Regions from separate parts of the Mus musculus genome. Here region 1 is linked to region 2. A link is a contact called in public Hi-C data. All regions are on one chromosome and are shown on one strand. Each heading gives the region's core, a stretch centred on a gene start, on an enhancer-like site or on the middle of the called end of the contact. The rest is flanking DNA. Distances are from core to core; before and after follow the strand shown. Region 1 holds the start of Cdh22 (cadherin 22). Region 2 overlaps Cdh22 (cadherin 22).

Evidence for each region. A called contact is a pair of places that touch in the nucleus more often than the background predicts.
Region 1: a contact with region 2 is called in a Hi-C map of the N1E-115 cell line, with 5 times the contacts expected there. The contact joins the promoter of Cdh22 here to the enhancer-like site in region 2. A contact is called at or near these places in 1 of 39 promoter capture datasets (hippocampal neurons), 2 of 15 datasets of contacts at CTCF or cohesin (CD8 T cells and the NIH/3T3 cell line), 10 of 484 Hi-C or Micro-C datasets (the N1E-115 cell line, brain, cerebral cortex and 6 more), 5 of 115 datasets of contacts at active chromatin or transcription factors (embryonic stem cells, neural progenitor cells and neural tube) and 2 of 9 other capture datasets (adipose tissue and pancreatic islet).

Annotation. Positions count from the first base shown.
Region 1 is chr2:165,231,424-165,236,611 of GRCm38.p6, forward strand. Cdh22 (cadherin 22) reads right to left here and starts at 3,314. Exons shown (of 12, transcript NM_174988.3): 1 at 3,132-3,314. It overlaps Gm36748 (a long non-coding RNA gene), which reads left to right. Exons shown (of 3, transcript XR_375215.3): 3 at 1-1,491.
Region 2 is chr2:165,192,093-165,197,096 of GRCm38.p6, forward strand. All of the region lies in intron 1 of Cdh22 (cadherin 22), which reads right to left. Among named protein-coding and RNA genes, the nearest start is that of Gm36803, 15 kb to the right of the region's middle. Within about 2 kb of position 3,724, at least 49 of the 459 cell types and tissues checked have an H3K27ac peak or open chromatin away from gene starts, as enhancers often do. A contact at or near this core is called in the N1E-115 cell line, neural progenitor cells, neural tube and 1 more, where this site is marked.

The sequences.
Region 1 (5,188 bases), core at 2,064-4,563, 39 kb after region 2:
GGGCCGGGAGGAAGCATGGTAGTAAAGAAGCACCTTCAGGCTCTGGAACCTTCTATACTCAGACCCAGACTATACTCAGATGTAGGGAGGCATGGTCCCCTGTAAGAGAGTCTGGCTTAGGAGTGGGTACTGTTTGTGTCCTTAGCATTAACAAAACAGGAGCCTCTTAGGGCAAGCAGCAACATGGGCCCAGAACCCAGGAGCATCACCTTTGTGCAAATTAGAGGAGAGTGTGCCCTCCTCCGGGCTCATGCAGTGCCTTTAGGGCTCCGACTTGTTGAGTGGAGCCCAAATAGATTTTAGATCCTCTTCTCCTCCTGTGCTGAATGCCCTCAAGACAGTCAACAGCCAGCCCAAGGGCACGACAGCTATGCCTCCAGCCTCCCTGTTCTAAACCTCTGCCTCGCACATACATAGACTCAGGCTGTTGTGCAAGGTAACTTTCCTGTTAGTTTTTACCCTTTCCTTGTGAGATGAAGTCTAGTAGTGCCCATTGTCTGGATGACAATGTTGAGATCAGAGCCTGTCCTGTGTAAGGCAGGGGTGGGGTGGGGTGGGAACATGACCTTAGGCTTTTGTTTTTTGTTTTTGTTTATTTTTAGAGATCCCAGTTACAGAACTCAAGCGGCCAAGAAGCAGAGGCATCCCATCCAACATTCCATCTTAAGGGTGCTCTGAGAAGCTAAAGCTGATGGAGAGCCTCCTTTGTATGTGGGGGACATTCAGGAAACAAGGCTTCAGTTCCTGAGCCTGGACTGAGGTGTTGGTCTCCTCCCAGCCAAGAACGACTGATGCAGCCTGTCTTGGTTCCCGAGGGAGGGCTGGTATAACCCTAGCTTGGGTCTCAGCCTAGCCCCCCACCCTCTCCTAGGCTTCCCAGCAAGGGTGCAGTTACATAAACAGAAACTCATTCCCCCCCCCCCCCCGGGCTGTATTTCCAATGGATTTTCCTGATGGAAGAAAACAAGAGAAAAACTCAGATAAAAGAGGAAATTTAATTGGCCAACTCCTTTATTGGTGTGGTAAATAAACTGTTCCAAACTTTGCTGTGGTGAAGATCCCTGTTCCATCTCCAGCCCGAGGCCTCACAGGGAGTCTCAGAACTCCACAGGATACGGACACAGAGAACCCCAGAGGGGGAAAGAGGCTGAGGCCCAGCCTCTGTGCAAAAGCAACCAAGCCACACACACACACACACACACACACACACACACACACACACACACTATACACATGTACCCAGGGTCACCACAGTTTTTCACTTAACAGCTTTCTCCCCCTGAGAGCTCTGGGGATCTACCTTAAATACCTCATGCTGCATGGAAGCAAACGCCTTCCTGCTTTGCCTGCAGTCTGAGGACAAGAAATGGATCCATTTTCCCTCACACTCACCCAGCATACAATTGGTGAGGCCCGGATATCAGGGTGTCTGGGTTCCCATTCTGCCTTTTGATAGTGTTTGCCCTGTGACCCCAGAACCCACCCTCCAATAAATACTTCAGGATGGGAAGGAGGACAGCCCAGGTAGATAGAATCAGACAGGGTGCCCCAGAGGCAGATGTCCTAGGCTGAGAGACCTAGCTTGGTAAAGCACCTGCTGGGGAGCACAGGTACTCTTGTAGTGAAGGAAGATCACAGAGACACCCCCACTTCATCCCAAGCAGTGTTTAAGGGAACACTGGAAAAAGCCGGGAATCCTGCTGCCGCAGAGTAGAGGCTGGCTTGGGGAAGAAGATGCCTTCTGACCTGACAGACACTGAGGCAAGAAGGGTGAAAGAAGGTGGCAACACTGAGGATGAGACGGGCCAAGCCCCCACATCCCAAAAAGAGTCAGGGTGGGCACTGGTGGGCTAGCGTGGGAGATACTCTGAGGGACAGAGGACATAATGGATAGGCTTCCAGGACAGAAGGAGAAGAAGCAGAGGCAGTAGCCAATACTAACAATCAAGACTCTGGCCAAGTTGAGCACTCCTGCTGGTTCTGGGACCCAGGGAGCTCATCAGATGGAACGCACACCCTCCGACCAACGCCGCCGCCGACTAGGAAGGGTAGGAGAGAAAGCAGGGGGCTCCTAGCAGCGCGAGCCGGACAAGCCTTCAACCGGCCGGGCCCCGCAGGCTTCAGCCGTCGCTGCTGTGCCCGCCAGCAGGGGGTGCCTCTGCGGCTTGGGGAGACCTCGGGGGACTCCAGCCTCTCTCTGCGCTCCGCCCGCTGCACCCTACAGGGTCGTCTCCAGCAGCACCCAAGCTGGGGCAGGGACCCGACCAGGCCACAGCGGAAGTGGCGAAGTCAGGTCCCGAGCCAAGGGAGACGTGGTTAGGGATAGTGTCTATCGAGGGTCCCGCAGCCTGTACGCCCTCACAGTCGCAAGGTCCACGCCTCCCGGTTCCGCACCCCGGCCTCCGGAGGGTCAGTCCCGAGTGGCGCGTGCTTTGGACGTGAGCCTGTGAAGCCCGGTCCTTCTCCGTGGTGGGGACAGAGTCCCCGGAGTCGTGTGCGGATGAAGAGGGTAGAGCTACCTCTCAATCTCCACCGGCCATCCGACGGCCGAAGGGAGCAGGGGGTCACGTCGGCAGGGCCACAAGGGTCCTCATAGCCTGTCCAGCTCACCCCACCCAGGGGTGGCCGCAGCCGCGCGTGTCGCCGCGGCTCGACCCGCACACGCACCCGCGCGGCGCACACGCTCCCGCCGCGCCGATCGCCGGGCCTCCGGGAGGGGCTGCGAGCCGAGCCGGGGCGGCGCGGGGTGGGCGGCGGGAATGCCGGGGTCCCGGCCCGTACAGAGGCTGGATTCTCCATCTCCCCACCCCTCCCCGCACTCCGGCCCTACACCCCTGGCGCAGACACCCCCTTCCTCCCCGGCCTCGGGGGCATCCTGGAGCTCAGGACACAGGGACCGCGACTCCCGGGCCGGGAGGTGGCCGGGCTGGGCTCCGCGCCGGGGAAAGTTTGGACGTGGGAAAGTCCCTGTCTCCCCGCCGGGGAGGGGGCGCGGGATGGGCGCGCTTCAGCTGTTGCCCCGGAGCCCGCGCCGCGCCGCGCCCGCCTCTCCCCGGCCCGTGCACCCTCCCGGCCCGCAGCCTTCCCCAGCGGCGATCGGTTGTCCTCCCGCGGGTGCCGCGCGCTCTTACCTTGGGGAGCGGCCGGACTGCACCCTGGTCCGCGCCTTGGGACGCCAGCAAGCGGCAGGATCACAGCCAGGTCCGGCTCTGGCGTCCGCTCGGAGGAGCCGAGGGAGAGCGGGAGCGAGAGGGGGAGCCGCGGCGGCGAGTGCGCGCGTGTGTGGAGGAGCGAGAGAGCGAGGGAGTGTGCGTGTCTGACTAGGGGGGAAGTGTGCAAGGGACGGATCCCTTCCTTCCTCCCGCAGCCTCTGGTGGAGACTCGGAGAATGCAGCGCCCGCCGGGCAGGAGCGCCGAGCAGCGCCGAGCCGCAGGCGGCCGCCGGGCCGGACCCCGCAGCCAGCCGGGGAGCCCGGCCCCCGCCCCGACCGCACCCCTCCCTCGCCTGCGGGGCCCGGAGGCTCCGTCTCCCCCGTCGCCGGCAGCGGGAAAGCCCCCGGGGGAGTGCTCCTTCTCCTCCTCCCAGCCCAGATCCGCGCGAAGGGAGCGCCCCCAGGAGGGGAGCGGGCTCCCTCCTTGCCTGGCGGTTCAGCTGCCCCGAGGCACCCGTGGCAGACTAGACCCTGTCCCCACCACTCCCCTGGCCAGACTTCGCTGCATCTAGCCCCCCTTCCCCCACACACTATGAAAGCCCGGCTTCAAAAGAAGGGGGTGCAAGCGAAGGTAGAGGCGGGCTTCTCAAGTGGCCACCCCTGGCTGGCTGCCCAGAAAGGCCCTTTGCACAGACCGAGGCTTCAGAGACAATCACTGAACATTGAGGTGGACAGAGCCCCTGCCCCGGGGCTGGGAGTCTGCTGGCAGGTGGAAGGTCAGTTGTCCTGGGAAGAGAGCCACGCTGGTCATTCCTCTTTAGGAGCGAGCTCTGGAAGTCCTGTGCCTCCAGCCAGAATAAAAGAGTAGGCAAACAAGACAGTCCAGCCTAAACTTCGTGCCCTCTAGCATGAGGCTAATAAAATCCACCCCCACCCCCCACTGTCCAGAAACGCTTGCAAAGCCAGATTTTCCGTTCTTGCTCAAATTCAGCTAGCCCAATGCCCGATGTCTTTTCTGCCTAGACTGTTTCCTTTTTCTTAGCTGCATGGGTGCCAGCCAGGTGACTGAAGTGACCGTGCAGCTGTATGTCTTTGCCATCTGCCCCTAACCAAGCATCCTGGCCTGCAAAACAGACGCTGAGTTAAAGAGGTGACAACGCCCTCCCTCCGAGACCCTGATTCCTGATGGTCCCTAGGGACCCATACTCCAGCTCGCCCTGGCCTGCTCACCACCGGGAGCTCTAATTTCCACTCTCCCACTCCTCCCTAGTGACTGGTGTCTCCTCTGGGTGGTTGCATTTCTAGTCCTTCCAGCTGAACTCCATCACTCTTATTTATTTTGAGATTTATTCTCCACCTCGACAGCCGGTTCCCTCCCTTAAGTCCTTCTTCTCTCGGTTCATTCCCTTCATTGATCTCCCAAGCGTTGCTTTTGTGCAGTCTCCTGGTCTTTTTCCTCCCCAACCTCTCTATTCTTAGCCTCTACTCTTTCATGCTTTCAGAGACCAGAGGCTGGCCTTCCAGATGCATCTCCACACTTTCTGCTTTCTCCCTCTCTCCCCGACTCACTTTTTGCAGCTGTGGATCCTTCTTTTCTGTCCCTGCCCCAGGCCTGGCTGTGTGCTGACCCCTCAGGACTCTGACCTAATTACAGGGCCATAGGTTGTTTGGGCCTGGGCTGTGATAGCCTCCACATTTGCCTGCACACAGTGGGGTAAGCCACAAAGTCTCTTCTCCCCAGAACTCCATTAGAGCCTTACCTTTTACTCTCCCAACATCTCACCTTCCCCTTTAGGTTGCCTCCTACCCTTATCCAAAAACCTCCTCTCGGCGGCCTCACGTCCTGGGTTCTGGGAGCACTTGAGATTCACCATCGTCAGAACTGCTGTGATTTTGCTTGTATGCAGATCGGTCCTATTTTACAGACGAGGAAACATTTTGGAATATCAGGAATACACAGGCAAAGTGGTGAGAGTGGATTAGTTAGTACATCCTGCCTGGGTTCTCTGCTCTGGAAGAGGGTAAGCCAGGGCTCT
Region 2 (5,004 bases), core at 2,474-4,973:
GACGGCTGCCCGGCCAGGGGCAGCATGTTCACTCTCTGTCCCAGGTGTCCGGGTTGTACCTGCCTCGTGCCCCGCCCCCGCCCTGCCCGCTTGCAGTGCCGCAGGCACAGCCTCGCTGTACATCATGTTGACAGTAGAAATTACATCCCGGCTGCTGTTTTACACCGCGCCCTGTCAGAACTCACCGCAGCCCAGTGATCAGGACAAATTGAATACCATCCTGGCCGTGTCAATATTTATTCCATTTTACAAACTTGGCCGGCTGGGGGGCAGGGACCCGCTGTGGTGCCAGCCAAGCAAAGCCCCAGGAGGCTGTCCCCCTCCCTCCTCACAGTGGGTCACCAGCCCCCTTCCCCTCTCCTCTTCGTTCCCCTCCCCTTTCTGGACTTTTCATAATCGGTTAAAATTGGATTTCAGTCTTGATGCTGAAAACGGCAGAAATCATTAGCGCATGCTGTAACTAATAATTACAAAATGGAAAAATGGATCTACCCTTCGATCAAAACTCTGAAAGTTGCCCCCTCTCCAGAAACCCTGCCCTCTGTCCTCTGAGATCCAGCAACAAGTCCCTCCTGCCGTACCTTCGGGAGGTGCCCCTTGACTTGACTGCCTGGGGCCACTTCACTAAACACTCCTGCGCATTTTGGCTATTTTGTTGTTTTGCTTGCTTCTGAGCTCCTACTGTATACATCTTTTGGGGTCTTTCCTCTTATGCCTTATCTACAAGAGTTCCCTTTGCTCTGTTATCTGGATCTTTTTTATGGCTGTATAGTGCTCCACTGCATAATTTTCATGGTTTTTCTACCTGCTCCTCCTGTCTCCCATCCCCCTCGTTTTCTCTGACTTTCCTATTCTTTCCCTTATATTTTCTTCCCCCGTCTTACCTCCTGGTCTGTCTGTCCCCTGGTGTACTGTCTGCTCTCTCTGGGAGCCCAGCATGCTATCATTGAGCACACACTTGGTCTCAGCTCCCCCATGCGACCAGGGTCCTGATGCCTCCTCCTGAGTGCTTTCTACTTTTCCCAGCTGCTGGGGTAGGTAGCTGCAGGTAGAGCAAGCCTGGGGCACAGAGAGGTCCCTGTCCCCACAGCCTGACTCTTCCTTGGCAAAAAGCTTCACCCTGTGATAACCTTACCTCCCAGACTGGAAGAGAACCGAGGGACCGGAGGGACCCTGCAGCCAAACTCAGAAGGGAGCTGTGTGTGGGGACAGAGCCTAGCCCTTGTCTCAGCTCTGCCATTCAAGGTCTCAGCCATCACCCACCATGGACCTTGTGTGTTTGTGTGTGTGTCACCAAGCCACATCAGAGAAGAGCTGCAGGTGGAGGAGAGCTTCTAGGAGGCACAGAGGGAGCAGCTGGATACCCCAGGGGCTCATGTCACACATCCTGGCAGGCCTCCCTGGTCTCAGAAGCCGCATGATGAGACTCGTATTCGGGGCAGTTAATTTTTACTGCAACCCAAGCAGATGACATTAAGGTGTCTGTGCCTTTGTGGTGTAGGAGAAAACTCCCTGGGAAGGAAGGCGAAGCAGACAGGGCCGAAGCCAGGCTCTGATACCACCATGCTGGGTGACTTTAGGCTAGTCCCTACATTTCCTGGGCTTCTTTACAATAGAAGGCTGTAATTGGTACTTAGTGCTCATCACAGGCAACGGCAGCCACAAATGGGGGCTTATTCAGAATCCAGCCCTCCACCCAGCCCTGGAACAATGACCATACGCTCACAACATGAGAAGACACAGAATATTTCCAGAACTTTCCATAGGCTAGAGAGCCATGAACATTGGATAACTGAAAGTAAGAACCTGTATTCTCTGCTTGCTGGACCGAGCACTTCCCTGGGCTCCCGGTGCTGCCCAAGTCACTAGGGAGTAGATGGTCACCTCTAGAAACTGGGGCACAGAGAGCTAGAGTCACTTGACTTGGGTGACAGCTAGCCAGGAAGCAGGGAAGCCAGGACCTGGAGGAGGAAGTCTGGCCACACAGCCTGGCTGCTCTGGAAAGGTTCTGTGGCAGCTCTTGGCACAGGGCTAGCAGCCCTAGGCAGGGAATCGGGCATCAAGTACCCACTGCATGTCTGACTTTGAAGGGTACATGGTCCAGCTCACTCCCATCACCAGGGCAAGAGCTTACTGTTCTCTCTCTCTCTCTCTCTCTCTCTCTCTCTCTCTCTCTCTCTCTCTCTCTCTCTCTCTCTCTCTCTTTCTCTCCATGCTTACATGCAGACATGTGTGGGTATACACATGGAATGCATGATGTGCATGTCTGTGTGTCTGTGTTTATGTGCACAGTACATGCGCAGGTCATAGGTTGGTGTCCAGGGTCACCCTCTAGTGCCTTTGCTTCTTTATTCTTCTATCTTTCCTGTTATGTGTATGGCTATTTTGCTTGCATGTATGGCATGTCTGTGCACCACCCAATAGATACCTGTGGAGGACAGGAGAGAGCATTGGCTCTCATAGAACTGGACTCACAGAAGGCTATGCTACCCTGTGGGTCCTGGGAACTCAGCCCGGGTTCTCTGCAAGAGCAGCCAGTGCTCCTAACGGCTGAGCCATTGCTCCAGCCCCTCTACTTAATTCCTTTGAGACAGGGTCTCTCAGTAGAACTGGAGACTGCAGATAGACTGGACTGCCTGGCCGTTAAGCCCCAGAGATCTTCCTGTCTCTGCTTTCTCAGTTCTGGGATGACAGACACACACCCCTGTGCCCAGCGTTTCCTGGGTGCTGGGGACACAAACTCAGGTCCTCAGAGTTGTGTGGAAAGCGCTTTACTGAGTCATCTCATGGGCCCTACTTTGTTTAGTTTTTTGAGATGGGATCTCAGTAGTCCAGACTGGTCTCAAACTCACAATACAGAAAAAAAAATGACTTTGAACCTCTGATCCTGTTGCCTCTGCCTCCCGAGTACTGGTTTCGCAGGCAAGAGTCACCTCGCTTAATTTACTGTTATGGCCTTGGGAACTGGCACAGTGTTTGACAGGCTTCAGTCTCCAGCTACTAGGGCACGGGATGATGGGCTGTGCCCACTAGCCTAGTGTGGGGACAGCTCCTGAAACAGAGCTCCCCAGACCTTTACTCTGACCCAGCTTGGACTCTACCCCTAACCCTCTGGGCCTCACTCTCCCCCTTCTGCAGTGTGGCGAAGCTGGATGAGACAGCTGACAGTCACAAACTCACAAACTTCCGTGGCTACCATCATATCTCTTTCTCTTTGGAAAGAGTCCCCTCGCCTGTAAACGGTTCTCAGACCTAATCCGCCCCCTTCTCCAAACACGGAGCATGCGCACACATGCACCAGGGATGGAAGGTGACGGGCCCGCTGCCTGGACAGGGGCCCTGAGGTTGAGTTCTGTGTGCTAGTTGATAGCAGCAGGCTCCATGGAGGCCCCTGGGAGGATCTTATGCCAAGCCAGGCTTGGCTTTTGAACCCACCAGACACTGGATTGCCCAGCCCACCAATGGCCTGGGGCCGGATGCTCACTGTGGCTAGGGCTCTTCCCCATTAAGGCCTCCGCGCCAACTGTCTGCAGCTGCGAGACACAGGCGTCCTGGGTGGCGCGTTCCACTGAATCAAATCTACCACAGACTCGGGACCTGACCTCAGCTCTAGAGATGACAGCAAGCAGGATGCCGCCTGAGCTGGGGCTTAACCAGCCAGGCCCTGCCATCCGCAGAGGAGGGAGCCCCGGGTCTGCCGCCTGCTGTGCTCACAGCGGGATCAGCGCCCCAGATCTCTCTCAAAGCCAGGCCGCCACCGCTGGCCTCGCGGCTCATCTCCCGCAGCTCCCTGAGGTCCGGGCGATTATACCACTGAACATTCCGCTTTCATCTTGTCAACCTCGCAGTAAATTACAGGCCCGGGGAGGCGTGGGTCTCCTCCTTAAACAAGATTCAATTCCACTTAGCTGCCCCCCTTCCCGCCCCCCACGTGGCTCCCCCTCCCCCAGCCCGCTCAGGATTTATGGCCCTTCCTTGCCGGCAGCTGGTAACCATGGCAGGCTCCTTGGGGAGGCTGCAGGCTGGAGCCTTTGGCAGCCCCAGGCTTCAGCTAGCCTGGCCACCGCCTACTCAGCGGGGAGAGGAAAGGCCAGGAGTGTGGGGCTTCTAGAAACTTGAAGTCGTGATAACAGCAACACTAGCCACAGTGAGAACTTGTGTCTCACACACCCAGTCTTCCTGTCACTACTGCACAGATGCCAACACGGATCCATTGTACCAGTCAGTATGTCACTTCTTCCTGTTCGATACCGGCACAGGTGGCTAGGTGCTTGTCCCCAAGATACGTTCGGTCATCTCGGGGTTGGTCTGTTTCATCAATTTAGAGACACAGTTGTTTGTGGGTCTGGAGTTGCACCAGGGGACCAGTCTCTTTCTAGAACCTGTTATTGCAGTCTTGGGCCAGGGCGGTCATTGCAGATCTCAGCGCCTGCTTATATTCCTTCAGCCACCAGGAGATCACTCCCTTAGCAGTCACCTAATAATAGACCAGGCCTGGCTGTCCCTCGAAGACACCACTGCGTCATTTAAGGTCCTCTGCTTTCTGGCTTCAAACTGCCTTGTTCAACCCAGGTTTTCTCCATCCCGTTCTGGGGGCTTCCCCCGTCTTTGCTCTCCTTATACATTGCCTTGACCCCACCCCCACCCTTGCTTCACTGCATCTCAGAGGATCAGAATTGGAAACCTATCACTGCTCTCACTTTCCTGACGGAGAGGCTCAGGATGAGGTAGGTGACAGTGGGCTTAGATCTGCCAATGCAGAGCACCCAAAAGGCCACCATCCACTGACTGCCATCCACTGGCTTGACACCGTGGCTCTGAGTATCTTACACTGATAAACCACTTCATTCTCACAGAGCACCATGAGGAAGTCCCTGCTCCTGTAGCCGTGGATATGAAGCATAGAAGTCAAATGACTTACCCAAGAACATACAGTCTAATGTTTGAGCCACACTTCTACCCTGGGGCTCCATGGCCACATGCCCTACAAGCCAGGGAGAAGCA